Linked DNA regions of Mus musculus: region 1 is linked to region 2. A link is a contact called in public promoter capture Hi-C data. All regions are on one chromosome and are shown on one strand. Each heading gives the region's core, a stretch centred on a gene start, on an enhancer-like site or on the middle of the called end of the contact. The rest is flanking DNA. Distances are from core to core; before and after follow the strand shown.

Region 1 (5,131 bases), core at 1,966-4,465, 40 kb before region 2:
GCATCCTGTCCACTTGTCCAGGTTGAACAGAACAGCAGTCATTTGCATCATTTAGTGTGCATGATAGCTTATGTGTCAGCTTAGCTAGGCTAGAGTTACCAGCTGTTCAAACGCCAGTCTCTGTGCTGCTCACGGTGTGTATGTGCTCTGTATGTGTACAGTGTCAGCGGTGCCAGAAAAGGTGTCAGATTTCCCTGAAACTGGAGCTATAAGTGGTTGTGAGTCATCAACCCGGTGTGGGTTCTGGGGACCAAACCCAAGTCCTCTGCAAGTGTCACAAGTGTTCTTAACTGGAGGCATCTCTCTGGGCCCTTATGCCCGACCTTAACAGCGTATAAATGATTTTCACGAATGCTCAAGTGATTGAAGTGGCCTCTCTCTGAAGCATAACCATTGTTCTGAGCATAGTAAATACACTTCTGTGATGGGACAGTGGACTTCCGGGAGCCTAGATGATGCCTGCAATGAGTAACCCATGTTTCAAGCCAAAGAAAGCAAACCATAGGTAGGGACCATCGAGATGCACAGTGAGTGTGTCAGGGTGCTTCCAATGTGTCCACGGGGTAGGTAAGCAACCAGAGTGGCCATTCGCACTCTGTCGTGAATTTCCTCAAAACCAGATCACCTGTAAAGCACAGAAATGTATCTCTCACAGACTGGGGTCTGAGAAGTCCAAGGCCTTGCCTGGCGGACATGGTATCTGCTGAAGGCTGCTTTCAGGTTCCTGTGTTCTCAGCTGCTGGAAGATGAAAGGGAGCACTCTCTAAAATATCTTCTACAAAGATGCTAACCCCACCCACAAGAGATCTACCCTCGTGGCCTATTCACCCCTAAGGGCTCTGTCTCCTTATGCAAAGCACTTTATAAGGGAGAGTCTCCAGATATTCTGCTCGTGGACACATACCCATAGAACCCCATATCCACATACATATTTGCAATCCACGTTGATTGGTGCTGTATTTAAAATAGTGGAGGGATGGAATCATTCAAGATGTCCATCAATGGATGACTGAATAATGAAAATGGGCTACATATACAAAGTGGAATATTATTCAGCTGTAAAAAAAAATTGAACCAGAAATTTGCATGACAACAGATGAACTCCAAGACTATAATATTAAGCGAGAAAACCCAAACTCAGAAAAAATGGAAACTTGTATGTTCTCCTTCCTAGCCTATAATGCATTCATGTCCATATGCAAAATGGCAGCAGTGTCGGGATAGTATGGCAGTTACAAAGAACCTAGAGAGGGTAATATCAGTTGATGAAGAAGGACTGAATACAGATGGGAGGACTCATGAGTCTTGCAAAGGGATATAAAGCTATCATTTTCTAGTTCATATTTATTTCCTTTGTGTGGTATCTAATTGCATAGAAATACAGTTGGTAGTGAAAGTGTAAATCTGTAAACAAAGCCCCATGGCTTTGGAATGTATCTTCTCACTGCAAAGAAGTACGCTAAGGTGGGCAGAGTTTAGACACGGGCAAGTGTGTGAGTGCTCACATTAAACTGGAAGTGAGATGGTTTATTTGTGAGTTAATTAGGAGAAAGCCATATTTTAAAGGAGGAGGTTAAGGAAGAGGAGGAGAAAGGCCAGAGAGGAAAGAGGGGGAAGGGAAGGAGAAAGAAGAGGAAGAAGAGGAAGAGGAGGAGCCAGGACTCAGCAGTTAGACTAGGCTGGCTGGCCAGGTAGCCACAGGCATCTGCCTGTCCCCATCTCCTGGCATTGAGATCATAAGCATGCACGACCGTGCCTAGCTTTGGACAGGAGACTAGAACTCCAGTCCTTGTACAGAAAGTGCTTTGCCCACAGAACCAGCTCTCTAGTCCCCATGCCCACGTGTTTTGTTTTTTAAAAAAAGAACCCTGTTCATAAACTCTAGAAAGCAATCCTTATTCTAGGTTATCAGACCCTACCTGGTCCTTTAAAAAGCTCCACAAGCTTTTTAGTGTTTAGCTGTACCATTGTGTATTCAAGAGGTCCCCAAGAATTCCAAACATTTACTATGATGAACAAGACAGGCATGGGCTCCTCACATTCTGCTTGGGTTCTGATTATGACTTGCTGTAGGGCAGGCTAGGCAGAAACCATGCAAGTTTTGAGACCTATTGACAATTTGCATCCAACAGAACGGTGCCAGCTTCCTGTGTGTGTCCAGCTCAGTGAATCCGTGTGTTTGTCTTTCATCCCAACTAGGAGACAGAACAGTACATGTTGCTCTCCTGGGATTTCTTGGCACTGGAGTACACTAGCAATTTCTGTGTGACCTGGTGACTCCAGGGCCACTTTCTTATTCTAGTTATTTTATCTCTCATAAAAACCCCAGCTCTGAATCTTCCATTTGACCTCAGCCATGTCGCAGCTGCACAGACGCTGAGCTCTTTGTGACGTACTGCTATACCAACTTTCTTCCGTTTTGTGGCTGGGCTACTGAATTTCTGTACCAGGACACAGAAATGCCCACTTATCTTTATGCTAATGCCCTGTGCTACTGCAGCACACGGCATTGAATCAGCACAGGTCTATCATGCTCTGGTCCTGAGCTTCCCCGGGCTAACATCAGGGTGTCTGAAGGTGGTCTTCCTTAGGGGCCTCTGAGGGTGGAGTCCAGTTACTTACATAGGTTGCTTTTGCCCTTGGCTTCTGGCCTTCTTTTTCTATCTTTCTTTTTTAAATAACTTTATTACATTGTTTTTTGATGTACATGTCCATGAATGGAGGTTTAGAGGGTGTCTTGTGGGAACTGATTCTCTCCCTCTATCATGTATCGTCCTGGCATGCAACTCAACCTACTGAGCCATACTACCCACCCACCCAATTCTGCCTTCCAGAATCCATGGTGATAATTACACTGTACCAGATAGTGTAACATTAGGAGCCCCATGTGTCTAGGACAGGTTTGCAGATGGCTTCATCAGTGTCTGAAGCTTGTGGGAAGACAGAGGGAGCGGGGAGTGGAGGGAAGCTGTCCGCTGGCAGGTGTCCACTGACCTACATCCCAGGGAGTAAACATTTCTTTCCCACGAAGAGGAGAGGGACGCAGGTGAGTGCTGTCAGGGACTGGGGAGAAATGAAGCCAATTATTGGGTAAAGCCACCAAACAAATCACCAGCTAGAGGAGTGTCCACAAACGTTGCTCTGTCTTAGCTTGCTCACCGTTTGTCTGAGCTGAGCTTCATTTAGTTCTTCCCTTCACCCCAGATCCCATATGCTGCTCTGTGTGCCCGAGCCCACTGCTAGAGACACGGGCGTGCAATTATCCAGCTCCTACGCGTTTTCTTGTTCTCTTGCTCTCTGAGCTTAATTTCCCTGAGAGGCTTTGCCTTGAGTTTGCTTTCAAACCCATAATTACGAGGAGGCACCTAATGAGTCCAGGAACAAACTTCAGCACCGCACAGCTATTTGGTTTTAATGGGATAAACGGGGGGAATGTCAAGCAGGGGGAAATCTCTGGCTTGTTTCTCTCGCTTGTGTGCCTGAAGGATGGCCAGCTTTCCAAAGCACTTGATGCAGTTCGCACTGGGGGATTTATCTTTCTGTAGTCCTAAAGCGTCTTTGACCCACCTTGATATCATCCAGGCTGGTGACCCTAGCTGTTCTGGCAGACCCAGAAAGCTTCCTAGTTGGGATCAGCAAAGAAGTACATCACCAAGGTCACCAAGGGTACAGCAGGGCCCTGACTTCAACCAACACACCATGGCACTCCCAGGAGAGGACTGATTTCCTCCCAACACACACTACAGGGTAGTGACTCAGACTGAGGCAATTGCAAACAGCGTGGATCATAATGAATATTTTGACTTGGAAAACAGCGTTCTCAGTGATGCCTAATGTCTACGAGAACTTGAGAAGTGACAGGAAAATCTATTATCAAAGTGCCGTTCCCACCGTGTTGTTATTAAGAGGAATTTGCTAAGAGAGGTACCTGCTGAGTACCAGGTACTGTGCCGGGCACTTAGGGCCTGGGGAGGAGTATGGGGGTGGGAGAGAAGACAGAAGAAGGTGCATACGAGCATGTAAGTCAGTGGTAGTGGTTCCCAGCCTTCCTAATGCTGCAATCCCAGTTTCCCATGTTGCACTGACCCCCCCAACCATAAAATTATTTTGTTGCTATTTCATAACTATAGTTTTGCCATTGAAGACAACAAGATACAATAAATGAGGAAATAGATAAAGACAGGACTGTGTTCCAAGGTGTATCAGCCAACACTGAATGCCAGCTGTCAGTCATCCATCAGGCACACACTCCACTCCCCATGATCAGACTGACTCTTCCTGGAGTGAAGTGGTCCCTCACAGTGCAAGCCTGTTCCCCAATAACTGTATTCTCTTCTTTCTGGAAGGGCACAATTAAGGTGAGAAGTAGGATGGGATGAACAGGGACAGAGGTCACAATCTCTGCAGGCTTTGAGAGCAGGGCCCAGCATGACTGAATCAGAGAGCAGAGTGCTTTGGAAGAACACCAGCACTCAAATTATGATTGGCTGAGGCCTGAGGTCATTGATCTGGGAGCTAAGCACTGAGCCTTGGCCACCCAGGTGCCGATGGTGTAGATACTCAAAGGGAGACAGGAAGTCCTCACATAACCCCAACTCTCCCACCCCCACCTCCCACCCCTGCCCCTGGCTTGTGGCAATTTGCAGGTCACCCTTGACTTGGCTCCAGCTCAGTTAAGACTCATCTCTCCTCCCCACCTCCCATTTTCTATCCTCCTATTCCAGATGGTACCAACAAAAGGTGTGGAAGGCAGATTTATAACCTCTGCAAAGCAGACATTCTGCCTGATTTCTGATTCTCCCTTTCTCATTCGATCACAGATCAGAGTCCAGGGAAGCACCTGAGGTAACTATCCAACCTCTCCTAAAACACAGGTGAGAGTTATTCTCTTGAGTTGTTATCAGCCTTGCAGATGCTGGGGCCCTCTGCAGAAACACTGATCTCAAAGGCATAAGAGAAGTGTCGGGAGACCCTGTTTGAATGGACGGTCTAGATGGCTCGGAGTCCCTCACTTTCTGATCTGTAGCACTAGCACCAGCAGCCATCACACTCAGAACATAAACACTGAGTAGGGTCAGTATGGAAACTGCTGTCCACAGAGCTGGCATATGGCCCCACCATCTACCAGCTT
Region 2 (5,650 bases), core at 280-2,779:
AGAAGGTGCTATGGATTCTGTTTAATGAGGACTCATGCGAGGAGATCCAGGTGGCACCACACCCAGGACTGCAAAGACCCAGAGGAATAACACCCACCATTTGAAGAGTTCTTAAGGGTTTTCCAATCCTCTAGATACCCCTCTCAGATCCAAACCACTTTCAAGCTTCGAAAAGTGAACAGAGTTCACTGCCCAGAGTATAAGGGTAACAAGATGTTCTGGCTGGGGTTTCAGTCCCATGTTTCAGAAAGTGAAGCTCTAGGCACCCGTTTAAACAGGATCTGCTATTCCACCCGTGCTTAATGCCATTGATGCAGAAAGGGGATCTCCCGGGATGCTGGGACCTTCCTAACTCAATACCAAGTGCTCAGAGTCTTGGGTCAGGGCACTCACCTGGGGTGTATGTCCACCAACAGCACAAGCGTCTGCATGGTGATCACGTCGATGCGCTTGCAGTGGAAGCGGGCCACCTTGAGCACCTTGAGGTACGTGAAGCAGAGCACGATGAAGGAGAGCAGGAAGCTGAGCGCATGGAAGGCGCTGGTGAAGACAGCAAAGCGCAGGCGCTCGTCCGGCCGCCGGCTGCACAGTGTGCACGAGGCATATAGCTGGTGGAAGCCGAGCCAGGACAGGGCGAGCGCGGTGGCCGGGAAGGTGAGCGCGTGCAGCCACGTGTAGGCCACCATGAAGGCGGCATCTCGGAGGCGCATCTTGGCACGGTAGCTCAGCGGAAAGACCACAGCCACCCAGCGGTCGATGCTGAGCGCGGCCATGCTGAGCATGGAGTTGGCGGCCAGAAAGGTGTCGAGGAAGGCGGCCAGGCGGCACAGGCGGTCCCCGGCCGGCTGCCGTTGTGCCACGACGCCGGCCAGTGTTAGTGGCATGTTGACCACGGTACACAGCAGGTTGCCACACGTGAGGTTGAGAGTGAAGAGCGCCGGCGCCTGGCGGCGGATGTCAGCGCTGTGCAGGAGGCAGAGCAGCACCAGCCCGTTGGACAGCAGCGACACGCCGATAGTGCCCACCAGCAGCCCCGCCAGGCCCGCGTCCCACGAGTTCATGGTGCGCGCCCGCCGCTGGCGCTCAGGGCCCGCAACCCCGCGCCGCCATGGCGCAGCCTGCTGTCGACTCAGCCCCTAGGCGACACGGCAGCCCAGCGACCCCTGGCCCTTGTCGCCATGGCTACCCAGAGGGCATCCACCAACCCAGAAGCCCGCGCCACCCCCTGGGCCAGCACCTAGGCACGCAGCCTCCCGGAGCCCCGCGCCACCTCCCAGGCGAGCACCTGGGCACGGAACCACTCGGAGTCTGGGGTCACCTCACCGGCGATCACCTAGGCGAGTGTTCACTCCCAGTCCCGCACCACCTCTTGGCCTGTGCTCCTCTGACCTCCTGAAGTGCCCTGGAATCCGGGGTCGCAGTCTCCTGTGGTCACTGGCTTTGCGTCTGCCTGCACCCGCCCTTACTGGGTCCCTCTCAGCTCTGGCTCTGCTCCGCACACCCTTCTGCTTTGTGGCTTTCTCTCTGTCTCCCTCTCTCTGCCTCTGTGCTCAGTCTCCTGTGTGCTCTCACTTTCTGCCCCCTCCCCCTTCTGTCTCTCCCACCTCCAATTTTCTCCTCCCTTTCTTTCTCCTTTCTCTCTTTTTTCTCTTAGGAAACTGGCTGCTTCTGAGAAGGAAATCCCACCGATTCTCTCTCTCTCTCTCTCTCTCTCTCTCTCTCTCTCTCTCACACACACACACACACACACACACATACACACACACACACACTTGGAGGGAAGGAGCCCTACCGGCTCCCTTGCAGAATGGCTGGCTCCCAGTGGCTCCCCTCCTCCCCTTCCTTTCTATCCTCCCCTATATGAGCTGGAGACAGGCTGAGTCAAGAAATCTAGGAAAAGGGAAGAATGTCTGGGCACCCTCATGTCCCAGTGCTGCTTGTCCCTGCCTAGGTGACCAGACCTTGACCCAGTCCACCTGCCCCATAGCTGCCCAGCATCTAGGATTGCTGCTGTTATCTAAGATGAACTGGGGAGCTTGGCTAGGCTTCTGCTGAGCTGGGATAGAATTCACAGTTCTGTCTTGCATTATGGCCAGAGATCTCCTGAGATCTCCCCTCATCTATCTGCAGGCAGTTGCTGTACTGCTGGACACTGAGTCTCCAGAGCTTCGTCTCTTCACTCTCTAGTCATTCAGCTACACTCTCAGATATGGTGCAAGGTCACTTGAGGCTCACCGGGACATCCCTTGGGCATGCCATCAGTCAAGAACACACTCTGTCCATGGTCATCAGAAGTAGTCCTGGTGTAGCTGGTTCTGGACACTCATTGTGTCCTGGGCCAGCTGCTGTCCTGTCCATTCTGGGTGTGGCGAGCCAGCGAGTATAAGCTTATTAGGCATGTGGATGAACTGTTCAGAGAATGGGAGGATAGCGGATGTCTCTGTTTGATCCAGATCATCAGAGTTTGGGACATAAAGGGTCTCAGCCTCCCCTCAGGTAAACATGTGGGAACTGTGTCTCTTCTATCCCTAGTCCAGACTCCGTAGTTTCAAAGGTGCTTGGTGGACAGACAGGTGACAACTTTCAGAGCTTCCTCAGTCTCTTGCCTTTCTATGGGATGCTACCTCCTCCAGTGACCACCTACACTGTATTTCAGAGCCTGGTGAGATGGCCAGTGATGACTGTACATAGCCAGACCTCAGTCTGAAAGAAACCAAATATAGACAGTTTCCCTAAGGGAGCTGTTGTGTCTCCCCCATCACACTAATTATCTTCCCTCACATAGATTCAAGGATGGAGGGGGTTAATCTAAAGCACCTGCAAGTCAGAGAGAACAATGGCCTTTCTCTTCTACACCTTGACAGATGCTAAGCACCACTATAATGAATATACCCAAGAGTGCCCAGGACAGGACCACTTCTTACCAGCTTCCAAGGGTGCCTGGGAACCCTTCTGCAACCCCCCTTAAGAGGCAGCACATTGGTAATAGAAACCTGACACTCTAAGGGCATTTATACCACAGAAACAAACAAATGTCACAGCTCAGCCCGCCCCACCCGCAATCTGAGCCCGTGGTTAAGCAGTTACCAGCACATCACTCACTGACCTCACAAGACCCTGAGCCAAACACCCATCTTCCCCGAGTCTTGGCTTCCTTATCTGTTTTTTAGAGCTGCGTTGATACTGTGTGGAAGTGGTTTTGCCTCTCAGGGAAGAGAAAAGCAAGCAGAATGCTGTCATCCTTCTCAGCCCTTGGTCTCCTCATGGGGCCTACAGAACTCAGGTTGGCTGTGCATCTTCATCTCTTGCTTGGTTGATGACAACAACAATGTGGGCTGTTCACCCATGTGTCTCCCTGCTTCCACAGACTGTCTTGATAAGCCTCTCCCCTGGGATGAGATGGATGTTTAGGGATTGCTTCTGGAGTAAACCAGTATGTTTTGGGACACACCAGTGGATCCTTGATTCTTACATTATAATGTTCTATAGAATGACTTCCTGTGCTGTTTAAATTCAGATTCCTGGGGTTTCTAAGTCAGGTTTGCCTCATTTACTAGCTCTACAAATGATGCTCAGAAGTGGTCAGGCTAGACAGATGATGCTAACCATGCCCTGGACACATCCACCATCAGTGGCCTAATGCTCTGGCCTCACAAAAGGACCACCAGTGTTTGTAGGAAGCACAGGCTACAATGCATTAATTCATGGCATACAAGTTGCCAAAACCTGTCCAAACATCACATCTGATTTAATTCTTGCAAAAATGACAAGAGAAAGAGTTAACTACAGCTGGTATTTCGGAGATAAAGACAGCAGAGAACAGACAGAGACGTTAAGTGACACAACTGGCGAGGGATGAAGCCAGCATACCCAGCTCCACAGGCTGGCTTTTACTGTGAGCTTCAGAGCTCCTCAGTCACCCTTTCAATGAGATGCCTTTGTTCTATAACTTAAAAGAACCTCGACTTCTCTGCATCAAATGATGTTGATAACCAGGTAACTGGGCCAACAGTAAGAAATCAGTATTTCAGTTCTCTCTCTCTCTCTCTCTCTCTCTCTCTCTCTCTCTGTGTGTGTGTGTGTGTGTTCTCTCTCTCTCTTTCTCTCTCTCTCTGTGTGTGTGTGTGTGTGTGTGTGTATCTCCCTCCCTCCCTCCCTCCCTCCCCCCAGCCACCTCACCTCACACACTCAGCATATTGAAGATCATTTGTTCTCTGAATTCCTAAGGGCAACATTGAAAGGTTAAAATGCCAGAATAGAAATTCAGAATATTATAACTCAGTTTGCTGAGGAACCAAGGCTCATTTTCTCCTGCTTATTTAAACAAAATTTTCTGCTCCCAGTGGGATTGTAGGAGGGCTGATCTCCATGGCAACCAGGTCCCCAGCCTTGTTGGCCTTAGCCAGGTCAGGCTTCAGAGTTCGGGTCTAACATAGCCTTACACACTCATAATGAGGTCACAACCATAGCTCTGTCTGGGACCTGATACTAGTCTATGATGATCCTCCAGAAGAGAATCTGAGAATCCAGCCCACTCAGCCAGGGGCTGCAAGGTCCTGAGTATGCCTTCCAGAGAACCACATGGTGGCTCTTCAGAGAGTGCTCTTTCAAGCCAGAGGGAAGTCAGTGGTGATGGAATGTTGATGGCAGTATTAACATGACTCATAAAATGCTGTAACTGTGCTCCCTAGGGAAGCTCAACAACAGGACTACACAGGGCAGAGGAATGCTTTGTCAATCCTTGCAGGAACTCCCCGGCGTACATATTCTGGCACGTGAAAGAATATTTCCAGAACAGGTAAACGTTTGCTCAAGGTCACTTTCAGCCACAGTAGGTGATCAAGTTGAATTGGTTAGAGAGCCACATCTAGTAATGTAATGCATGGACATGCACACACACACACACACACACACACACACACACACACACACACACACACAGACACACACACAGACTCACTCACACACACACAGACACAGACACACACACACAGACACACACACATACAGACTCACTCACACACACACACACACACACACAGACACACACACACATACACACACAAAGACACACACACATATAGACACACACATACACACACACTAACAGGTTGCTCACAGTGGTGGTCCCTTTCACAGTTGCCTTTAGAGAGTGATGAAATGCTATAAATTAAACAAGAAATCGAATGGCACCAGTGGGTCCATTTGGAACTTCAGTGGCTATTTGGGTGAGGAGCAGGGGTTCCGGGTTTTTATAAGCTAAGGAGAGAGGGACACGATTCTGAACACTCCATAGGAAACGAAGTATCTGGGGAAATGCCTATGGATCTGAGCCTAGAGATCTGAAGAACTGTGACTCTGTAGCAGGAAGTGGACCTTCAGGAAGGTGGGAGACACAGATGGAGGTACCAGCCCCATGGCAGTCACAAAAATATAAGGCCTATTGAATTGATGGCTTGCATAGCTTGGAGCATCCAGCCAGCCTCTCAACCTCCTGACCTGGGCCTAACAGCTAGTTTTCATTTTCAAAGCATTTGCTCAACTGGCATTTAAAGTGGTCACAGTAGCACTGCGGTATACCAGAGGCCAGCAAGAGATGGTCTCATCACCAAGATTAGGGCATTGAGACCCCAGGGAGTCCATTAACTCT

The links. Promoter capture Hi-C pulls out the DNA fragments that hold promoters and counts their contacts.
Region 1: a contact with region 2 is called in a promoter capture Hi-C map of hippocampal neurons, with 2.6 times the contacts expected there. The contact joins the enhancer-like site here to the promoter of Gpr26 in region 2. A contact is called at or near these places in 1 of 39 promoter capture datasets (hippocampal neurons), 4 of 484 Hi-C or Micro-C datasets (embryonic cerebral cortex, embryonic fibroblasts, forebrain and 1 more) and 1 of 115 datasets of contacts at active chromatin or transcription factors (embryonic stem cells).

The regions. Positions count from the first base shown.
Region 1 is chr7:132,004,270-132,009,400 of GRCm38.p6, reverse strand. No RefSeq gene overlaps it. Among named protein-coding and RNA genes, the nearest start is that of Gpr26, 40 kb to the right of the region's middle. Within about 2 kb of position 3,215, at least 11 of the 459 cell types and tissues checked have an H3K27ac peak or open chromatin away from gene starts, as enhancers often do. A contact at or near this core is called in forebrain and hippocampal neurons, where this site is marked.
Region 2 is chr7:131,962,339-131,967,988 of GRCm38.p6, reverse strand. It overlaps Gpr26 (G protein-coupled receptor 26), which reads right to left and starts at 1,529. Exons shown (of 3, transcript NM_173410.3): 1 at 394-1,529. The coding sequence starts at 1,061. It overlaps Gm34725 (a long non-coding RNA gene), which reads left to right and starts at 4,252. Exons shown (of 3, transcript XR_378540.1): 1 at 4,252-4,798.